Regions from separate parts of the Mus musculus genome. Here regions 1 and 3 are each linked to region 2. A link is a contact called in public promoter capture Hi-C data. All regions are on one chromosome and are shown on one strand. Each heading gives the region's core, a stretch centred on a gene start, on an enhancer-like site or on the middle of the called end of the contact. The rest is flanking DNA. Distances are from core to core; before and after follow the strand shown.

Region 1 (3,422 bases), core at 458-2,957, about 15 Mb before region 2:
AACACACACACACCCCCTGAAGCTTACCAGGACTATTGTTGAAATCTAATTAGAAGAATCTAAGCGTGCCCCTCTTCTCTACATCCCGTTTCTCACCCCACGTCTGTTGTCCCACACAACCTTCCTCACTTTCCCCTTTCCAATTCCCCCAAGGCCCTACACCCACACTTCTGGCCACTGTGCCACTGAAATGGCACTAGGGTCCCAGTGGCTGTCATCGTCCCCAAACCACTGCTATCTGACCTCTGCCACATTTCCCAAACTGCTGACCACCCCTCACCAGGGTCAGATTCTCTCCTTCAGCTTCTGAGACATTTCCATCACCTGGTGCCCCTCTCTCCCATCTCCCCAAGAACCCTTACAAGACTCCCCAACTTCAGTCTCTTCCTAAGGTTCTCGTCAGTAGCGAGTCCACGACACAACAGTTAGCATTCTATAGACTGAAACCACACTTCACCCTTAACTAATTATCACCTTGACTCCAGCTGCCATACCAAGTGTTGGACGTCTCCACAAGCATTTCAGATATGGCCTTCTTTCTCTCTCAACACACGCGCCTGTCAAGCCATCTATCATGTTAGAGCACCCTCACTCACACGTGACATTACCAGTGAATCATAGTGCTACCAGACGGAAACTACCAAACTTAAGTGGTAGGGAGCAGCAATGACTGGTACAAACTATTCATCCCTAGTTCCTCCCATATTTGATATTTTCAAACATTACTTTTCAGACAGACCCTACTAGGAAGCAGAATCTCCCTAGTGCCCTGGGATAGCTTCTAAATAGTGAAAAGGAGAGTGGTTTTTTAAAAATTATTACTGGGTCTACAGAGCAAAGTGATTTTCATATTAAAAATAAAGAAAGCAGAGTAAGATACCCTCTTTCAAAAGGAGAAATAAAGGAGCATATAATAAAATCCTCAGGTAATACGCAGCATTTAGTAAGCAGCTTTGGGATTTATATTCATGAAGTAGGGCTTGTTAACGTTGTTTGATGGTAATAACAGGCGCTGTTTCTCACCTCAATAGACGCCAATTAACTTTTCTCGACCATGTGGCTGTAATTTTAGTTCCTACCCTGGATTCTCCTCACTTCCTAAGAGGTTACTTTTCTTACTTGGCAGTTTACTCACCACCTTAAAAACCCTTCACTTGCCAATCGGCCATTTATTCCGTAAATCTGAATGACAGAAAAGAGATGGAAGAGGGTGGGGATGCTAAGCACCTCTTGAAGGGGCAGAGCAAAGGCTACATACAGTGCCAGAAATGGAGAAGGATGGGAGTTGGAACAAGCACAGGGTGGAGGGCTGACATTAGGCAGGGACTGGGACGGAGGATGCTATCTCTGAGCAGGTGGTGTGCATAGGGAGAAGACGTGGAGCTGGGACTGGGAAGGAGGGGGTGGGGAGCGGTGACAGACAGGCGACAGGACAGGAGACGCAAAAGGCTGAGGCTGAGAGAGACGGGACGCCGAGGGAAGGGAGGCTTGCAGCCGCGTCCCGGTCGCCGGGACACTTACTCGGGTCCCTCTTCAGGGCGCCGGGGGTCTCCTCCCGCAGGTGAGGGAATAGGAAGTCGCGCGCGGACTGCAGGTCCTGGAAGGAGCAGAACTGGACGATGGAGCAGGCCATGGCTGCAGGGACCCCGCCTCGCGGGGCTCGTGGTCCCTAGCCACGCCCGGGCCACTCCACCCGAAGGCTGACAGCACGGAGCCCCGAAAGCTTCAGCTACCCTGGGGGGGCGGGGACGCCAGACCGGAAGCTGTCAGCACTCCTCGCGAGGGGAGGGTGCTACGCATGCGCGGGACGCCCCGAAGCTGCGCGTGCGCGGGCCGAGCGGGAGCCGAGGGAGGGTGCAGCTTCGGACACGTGACTCGCGGTCTTGTGGCGGAGAGTTAGACGTGGAGCCTGGCCGCATTCTTTCTTGGGCGAGCTTGTCCCGTCATTCTGGCCTTCCTCCAAAGGTGATCTAATTGAACTTTGCGGGGGCCATTGAGTCACCCAAACAATCTTGTTGGTGTGCTTCTACGGACACGACCTAGATCGTTCGCAGATCAGGCGGTTTAAGCTGAGTGTGGGCAGGTGCCTGAGAACTTCGTAATTTTGTTTGTGCTTTTGTTTTTTTTTTTTTTAATGTGGAAGGCTATCCTCAGCACCTATACCCCAACTCCCAAAAGAGTCTGCGGCGCCTATGCCTGTAATCCTTCCTACCTCAGTCTGAGGCAGGTGAATTTCTGGCTGTTGAAGCCACTATCCTGGGCTACAATGCAAAAACAGTGTCTCAAGTAACAAAGCGATGGAAAGCAGCTCCTTAAGGGCTCGTATTAAATAAATACTCCTATCTATAAGTTGCCACGGTTCTGTGAAAGCCCGATGTAGTAACAGGACCAGCGCAGTATTGAATGGTGCTCTGTAATCGTCCGTTTGCCTTTTCATCCGTTTGTTCATCTAACCGCCCAACAAGTATTTGTTAGTGTTTTCCGTGCCAGCCACACTCTAGGCACAGAGCTTCGGAACAGAAAGGGACACATTCCTACGGAACTAAAAAGCTAGTGACTAACACAGGCCAAGTGAAGCAATTACTTACTCAGCTAACTAAAACTGAGAGAATGCTAGGCGGGAAAGAACAACAAAACAGCACGGCAGAACAGAGCTGGGGAGACTGACCCTGTACTTTTCCTTTGGGTTTTGGATAAGGAAAGCACCATCCTTATAGACTCCTGGAGGACTGGGGATCCGTTTAACCCCTTAAATACCTGGTCTCTAGCATGGGATCTGGCACCCAGTTGAGTCCTTGATAAATACTTACTGAAGTATATACACATAAATTAAAGACCAACCTGAGTCTTTTACTTGGATTTGAAAGTACATTTCCATATCTTGCCCAGTTAGACTGTCATAAATATCTTCAAGGAGTCTTGTTTCTTTGATTGTTTGAGATAAGGTCTAGCCATGTAGTCCAGGTTAGCCTCAAACCTTCAATTCCCCTCAATGTCCAAGCACTGGGATTATATGTGTGTACTGTACCATGGCTGACTTCAAAAGAATGTGTTATCCTAATTTTGTAAATGAAAAAAAAAATTGCTCTGTCTCTGATGAAGCTCTTGAAACCCATTTAGCTTACTTTCTTTTTTTTCTTTTTTTTTAAATTAGGTATTTATTTCATTTACATTTCCAATGCTATCCCAAAAGTCCCCCACACGCTCCCCCACCCACTCCCCCACCCTCCCACTCCCACTTCTTGGCCCTGGCGTTCCTCTGTACTGGGGCATATAAAGTTTGCATGATCAATGGGCCTCTCTTTCCACTGATGGCCGACCAGGCCATCTTCTGATATATATGCAGCTAGAGACAAGAGCTCCAGGATACTGGTTAGTTCATATTGTTGTTCCACCTATAGGGTTGCGGATCCCTTTAGCTC
Region 2 (3,448 bases), core at 594-3,093:
TCTCATAATACCCATCTAAGTATCTGTCCGCCCATTCACCCGTCCACCTATCCAGCTAATAGACAAAACTGTTACCCATTTATTTTTTTAAACTGAGTTGAGCTCACACCACTAAGAATCTGTACCTTTTGGCAGGTACTCCCTTTTGGCACTTCAAATTTCCAAGTGTGTGTGTGTGTGTGTGTGTGTATATATATATATATATATATATAAAACAAAAGCCTTGGAGGCAGAGAACTAAAGGGCAGCCTTCAGAAGTGTTGGGTGGTCCCTCACTCCTTTCTGAAGCTAAGGCCTCTGCTTTCTCTGAGCTCTAATGCTCATCTGAGCCTTTGCTGCTGCACTCACGGCCGTCCCTTAGGAAGAAGGAGCACGTCTCTCCCCTGCCTCTCTCATTGTATTGGAATCCCTTGAAGAAATAGACTCTTGATTCCCCTGTAGAGTCTATTGTAAGTTCTACTGTAGAATAACTCAATAAATAAATACGTTTTGGACAATATGCTCTTTATTGACTGCTGTAGCCGCCAATTTCTTTCTAAGAGAATGCTTCTACCCCAGGGACTTGCACACATAAAGAAGGTCAAGAGATTCTGGGCAACCCCATTGTGGGCAGGCTCTGAATTCTTCACTTAAGACTCGGTACTTTCCAAGCTGGAAGTATGAAAACTAGAGAACACACCCGTGTTGTTAGTCTTGCTCCAGGAAGGCACACCTACCACTATCAACAGCACTGTGGGTGCCATTTACAGCTTCTCAGGCGACGTGGCGTTCTGACAGGATTCCAGAGAGCATGCAAGGCTAAGGCCAAGCAAATACTGCTAATAATATATCATGTCCTTCCTTGATCCTGTTCCACCAAGCTGTTTATCCATCTAATCTCTCAAAGCCACAAAGGTGCCTTAACAGATGGGCAACTACGTTTTTATTTACAAATGATACCCCTTGTTAAATGATATTTCTAAATGACATAAATTGATAGTAAAGTCTGGATTAAAAATGAATACGCAAGAATGACTAAGAAAACACTGAAAATGTAAAATGAGGAAGCCTATCCACCTGATGGAAAACATCCTGATATGTTAAATTTAGTTGCTTTTGACATCTCAACAAATTGGACTCTCGTTTCAAAACCTGCAAAAACCCAACATAATAGCTCTAAATATAAATGCAACTTCATAACACTGAGATTATAGCCTGCACATGCACATCTGCTGCCTATGCTGTAACAGGACAGTTGAATTTTAGCTCTCCTCTCCTAGCTAAGTTCTTGCTCTCTGGGCCGGTTCTCCCTGACTGGCACATTTTGCATGGCCTCGGGTCATCTAATCCCTTTTGATTGCATTTCGTTCACTAGTCGCTGTGCAAAAGGCAACCCGGCTGTGTCGACACCCAAGAGACTCCGAAGACAATGGCAGAGGAAGCCCGGGTCACTGGCAAACAGGTATGTGGAGAATTAGAGACAAAATCAGCTAGCTTAAGGTCACAGGCCTGCCTTGGAGGGATCTCTGCCTAGAAACCGGCGGGTCTTTCCCAACCACACCCGTGGGCGTTCGGAAATCCGTCACTTGAAGACTCACTGCCAGCGCCGCGCTCCCTACCAGGCGCTCTGATCCGCCCCGGGTGACCGAGAGGACCCGCCCTGCAGTTTGTCCTTAAGGTGGCGCCTGGCCTCACCTCCCCGCGAAGCCGCGCGCGTAGCCGGCCCCGCCCCTGCTAGTGCGTGGGGGGCGGTACCACAGACTGACAGGATCCTTGGCCATCCTATTGGGCAAGAGTCTGAGTGACGTAAAGAGGCTCCTCCTTCCTGTCGCCGGTGCCCGCCCCTTTGGCTGTTCTCGGTCGCTGACGTGTCGGGCCGGCAGGCTTCCGCTCCGCCCCTGGGCCGCAGCCACTCACCGCGGCGGGAGGGGCCGGGTGGCCGGGGCCCGCGCTCCCCTCGGCCGCTGCTCGTGGCCCGCCCCGCCGCCCCGGCCCCTCGGATGACAGTATATATTCCAGGCGGGCGCGGGACACGGGCGAGTAGCCGAGCCGAAGGAGCCGCGGGATTGTCGAGGGAGGTAGGGACCCCCTTCACGCGCGCGCTCCCATGCCTAGCGCGGGGACCCGGCTACGCGTTGCCGCACCTTGCTCGGCGTCCGCTGCTCGGAGCTCCGGAGAGGCGTGGGCTGTGTCGCGGCGGGGCGGGGATGCGCGCGCGGAGGGTCTTGGGGGAGACCTGAGGGAGGAGGCTTGGGTGATGATGGAGTTCCCGGCGCTTGTCAGCGCTGTTTTTGAGTTGGGGGAAGAGGAGCCAGGAGGGTTTCAGGCTAGGGCCCGGGCATAGTTGTGCCACTTCTGGGGTTCACCGGTGGGAATAAGTGATCGCTGTTACTGTTGGGAAAGCGCGTTGGGGTGTTTTGAACCCACGAGGGTAAGAATTGATAGTTCCGACCAGGACAGTGGATCCCAATGGGGGATGTGACTAGCACAGGACCCGCTTGCCTTCGCTTGATACTGATAGTGAGAGAGGTTCAGATTTCAGGGTTTTCCCCTCAGTTGGACTGGAGGAACGGTGAGGCTGAGAGCACACATATGCTCTAGAAGATTTTTTAAAAGTTTGGTGTGAAGGCTGACTGGCCTTCATCGGCATACTATGAGATCTGATATCCGATGGTAATGATCATGCATTTATGAGAGGCACAAGTTTAAGGACTTGGAGGTGAAGTTCACTGGGCTTGGATCCAAGAGTTTGCAGCAAACCAAAAGCATTTATCCATTTCGTTATTAGTTGACTCACTTGGCTGAGGGAAAAGACTTCATAGTCTGTCCTGTTAGTTAGTGGTTAGGACTCAAGTCAGTCTCAGTACCATTCCTCCCCACCCCCACCCCAGCCCCTCCCCTCCCCTCTTTTTTCCTGTTTCGTTTGTTTGTTTGTTTGTTTCCGAGACAGGGTTTCTCTGTGTAGCTTTGGTTGTTGGAACTCACTCTGTAGACCTGGCTGGCCCAGAATTCAGAGATCCATTTACCTTAAAGATATGTACCGCCACTGCCTGGCTCCATGTGTCCCCCCCACCCCACCCCCACCCCCCAAAGCGATTTACTAACCCACCCTGAGGACATATAGCAGCAGAGGTGGGGGTGGAATTGGGAAATACTGGACGTCCTTAATGTGGCATTTAAATTCTAATAAAGGCATGTTTGATAATGGTTTGTTGGGTATGTTGATCCAGGTGTGTTAGGTTGTAGGCACACACCAAATTTAGTCATAATTTCTAGTGCAGACTTTTGTTCTTAGTATAAAAATCCACGTCTTTTTAATTCTCTTCTCTATTGCTGTATACCATTTGAATTTAGTTACACACACACAGCTCTCAAGAAAAATGAGTAGGAGATGCAGTACTATGGTTATCGCTGTGTCAGGTAAATATAACCGTATTTATTATGAATGTTACACAACACATAAATGGAC
Region 3 (3,143 bases), core at 450-2,949, about 20 Mb after region 2:
AAACATGTGACAAAAAATTCTGTTTTTTCTTTCTTTTTTTTTTCGAGACAGGGTTTCTCTGTGTAGCCCTGGCTGTCCTGGAACTCACTCTGTAGACCAGGCTGGCCTTGAACTCAGAAATACGACTGCCTCTGCCTCCCAAGTGCTAGGATTAAAGGCGTGCGCCGCCACCACCGCCCGGCTCTGTTTTTTAAATAACTGTTTTCTTTCTCCCAAGAATATTTAAGCTATGTCTCTAATTTCCTTATACAAAAGCAACGACAAGAACGTACAAGCAGATATTTTTATTATATATTTCCTATCAAGTCTCAACGCTCTGGGAGAACCACCATATATTCATTTATCGCATTTCATTGCTCTTTCTAGTACCGTCCTTTTGTATACAAATTCCTCATCGCGACCATCTACTGCATTATTAGATCACAGGGTGCTATACACACTAAAACAAGGCACTAAAGGGGGGAAATGGGTAAAGGCTTATAAATCCAGTTTAAAAACAAACAAACTGGGGGGGGGGCGCTTAACTGTCATTTAAAGTACAGCAAAACAACATTAGATTAGGATTGCATAGTCCTAAAAATCTGGTGCAAACTGGGCCAAATTCTCCAGTTTCTGTCGGTGGGCCCATTGAGGAGTTTCCACAGAAGACTACGCTTAGTAAAAGGAAACCGAGGTAAACGAAGGTGGATTTAGATCGGGGAGGATCCCCCCGCCCCCCGATCTAAACCACACAGCGGGGAGAAGAGAGAAGGCCTCCGCTGCACATGGAGCCTGAGAAGCTGCTACCTGAACACCTCACCAGGGAGAAGAGGGCAGGCGTGCAAAGGAGGTCGGGCCCCAGCTCCAGACCGGAGCGCGAAGAGCGTCTCCACACTTACCACTCTCCACCTTAAATTTCTCGTGCCGCCCCTTCAGGCAGTCGATCTCGGACTGCTGCTCGGCCAGGAACTTCTCAAGTTTGTTCTGCGTCGACTTCGGCAGTTTGTTCAGTTCCGGGCGCTCCAGCACTTGCTGCAACACCGCCGCCATGTCGGCCGGGATCGCGGCAACAGCCGCAGCGGCTGAAGGAGAAGCCAAGGAGCAAGGAGAAGCGCGGAGCCCAGCCGCCGGAGCCGCCCCGTCCGCCGCCTCGCTCGCGGTCTCTCGCGCGCCTGCCCGCCTGAGACTCCCGCGGCGGGACCCTGGGAAAGAGAGTCCCGCGTTAGGTGCAGCCAGAGCCGCGCCGCCGCGCCCTCTCTGCGCACGCAGCCACCGGGAGCTAGGCACGCTGGGAAAGCGAGTTCACAGCAGCCTCGGCCCCAGTTTTTTGGGGATTTCACCGGTTTCCAGCCCCAGAGACTCTTGGGAAATGTAGTGTATTTCTCACCCGCTTACGCGCGCTCAGGCCGCACCTCTCGCCCCACTTCCTTCTTTCTCCCCGCCCCCGGCTCGCCTCCTATGGCTGTGACGAGTGCCCGCGCGGGGGCGCTACATAAGTACGCAGCCACCCTCGTCCTTATCCCGGAGGAGCAAGACGACCTTACCGTCAAAACCCCGGGATGTCATGGGTACTCCTCTGTGGCCACTTCTAGAAGCCGAGCCACCAGAGGTCATGGGTCACGGCAGGGTGTCTCGACAGGCTCTGGGCTACCGCCACGATCTTAACGGTGCCCCGAGAGGGGCGGGGTGCAGGCCTCCCTCGCTTGGGTAGAAGAGCTGCGGAGATGGGTGCGGGACGGCTTGCGTCATCAGTCTGCACCCGTTGGGGCCGCGACCCGCGTTTGGAGTAGGAAGTGTCTCTGCTGTCGCTTTCTGATGAGATCATTGGCTGTGGACGTGGGGACCTGAGTGGCACCTGGCCTTTGAAGGTAGCTACTTGTACCCTAACTCGAGTTCTCTCGCTGACAGAAAGCTCCAGGGATTTATTTGCCACATGTGCACATTCTGAGATCAAGTTAGTCGGCCAAGGAATATGTGTGCACCCGGGCACCACCAGCTTCCTTTTCGGGGAGAAAAGAAAGGATTTAGGGACCATATGGAACAGTCAGTCACTGGTGCACACTCAAGCCCTGTTCGGAGGAGATTAGCTTAGTGTCAAACCTGGTACCTACATGCTTTTGTGGGTGTGAGGTACCGAATGACTTAGTGCGAAATTAAAGTAGTCTGGTTAATATTTTAAACAGAAAAAAAATCAAATTTTGTTGTTTATGTAGTAAGATGACATTGCAGGCAAATGTCTGATGTTGACGTTTTTAATTTTAACATTTTTAGGACAGTTTTATTGAGACACTTGTCATTTTGCCACAGTAACAGAACTATGTCTGTTTCCCGAACACGACTCAGCAATATCAGCGTGTACTTCGTTTCATGGCTGGGTACTTTTCTGGAAGAATTTGTTGCCTTTTGATTGAAAATAAGGAGAGCACATGCCTGTGGTGTCAGCTACAGGGATTAAGAGGTGGGGGGGTTATCATTCCAGGACAGCCTGTGTTAGGAGTCAGGCTCTGTCTTAATGAAGGGGATGGGAGGGATTAAATTAGTAGGAGATTCATAACTGAATTCACAAGCTGAAGAAGAGGACAGGAGATGAGAACAGGAGATGTTCCTGCAATGATTCAATTGAAGGGCTGAGTATCATTGCCACCGCAAGCAAAACAGATTGAGAGAACTTAAATCCCACCTTTCACACTCACTACTTTAGTCATTTGGAGGAGTTATTTAACATTTCTTTTTGATTTCTTTATGTATAAAACGGAGACGACAATAATAGTACTTACCGTGCAGGAATTTGTATTAAATATCAATACATGTGAAGTCCTTAGAAAAATGTCCCGTGTAGAATTGAAGCAATATAGATAATTGTCATTGCAGACTGGTTACCTAAGTGGCTGTTATTAGGAGTTGTCTCATAGCAGCAATCACACATTTGTGCCTTCCCACCTTGCACAATTTGTAGAAAACAGTCGTTTTACAGTCACTATTGGGTAAACAAATTTGAGTCTCTCTCCTCTTAATGAACTAATCAGAAATTCAGCTTCCATATTTTAGAAACAAGAATATCGAAGTTCACCAATAAATTGTCATAGAGAATGCAGCTAAGGAGTAGATCTAAAATAAGAAATTAGATGTGTTGAATGGTATCCTTATTTCCTTATCCCAAGAGT

The links. Promoter capture Hi-C pulls out the DNA fragments that hold promoters and counts their contacts.
Region 1: a promoter capture Hi-C map of pre-B cells shows a contact between it and region 2. The contact joins the promoter of Rab3gap2 here to the promoter of Uap1 in region 2. A contact is called at or near these places in 1 of 39 promoter capture datasets (pre-B cells) and 1 of 484 Hi-C or Micro-C datasets (B cells).
Region 3: a promoter capture Hi-C map of pre-B cells shows a contact between it and region 2. The contact joins the promoter of Tpr here to the promoter of Uap1 in region 2. A contact is called at or near these places in 1 of 39 promoter capture datasets (pre-B cells) and 2 of 484 Hi-C or Micro-C datasets (CD4 T cells and CD8 T cells).

Annotation. Positions count from the first base shown.
Region 1 is chr1:185,202,453-185,205,874 of GRCm38.p6, reverse strand. Rab3gap2 (RAB3 GTPase activating protein subunit 2) reads right to left here and starts at 1,707. Exons shown (of 35, transcript NM_001163754.1): 1 at 1,522-1,707. The coding sequence starts at 1,633.
Region 2 is chr1:170,173,359-170,176,806 of GRCm38.p6, reverse strand. Uap1 (UDP-N-acetylglucosamine pyrophosphorylase 1) reads left to right here and starts at 1,843. Exons shown (of 11, transcript NM_001305045.1): 1 at 1,843-2,057.
Region 3 is chr1:150,391,394-150,394,536 of GRCm38.p6, reverse strand. Tpr (translocated promoter region, nuclear basket protein) reads right to left here and starts at 1,699. Exons shown (of 52, transcript NM_133780.3): 1 at 1,524-1,699; 2 at 879-1,181. The coding sequence starts at 1,593. Odr4 (odr4 GPCR localization factor homolog) reads left to right here and starts at 1,482. Exons shown (of 14, transcript NM_145511.2): 1 at 1,482-1,847.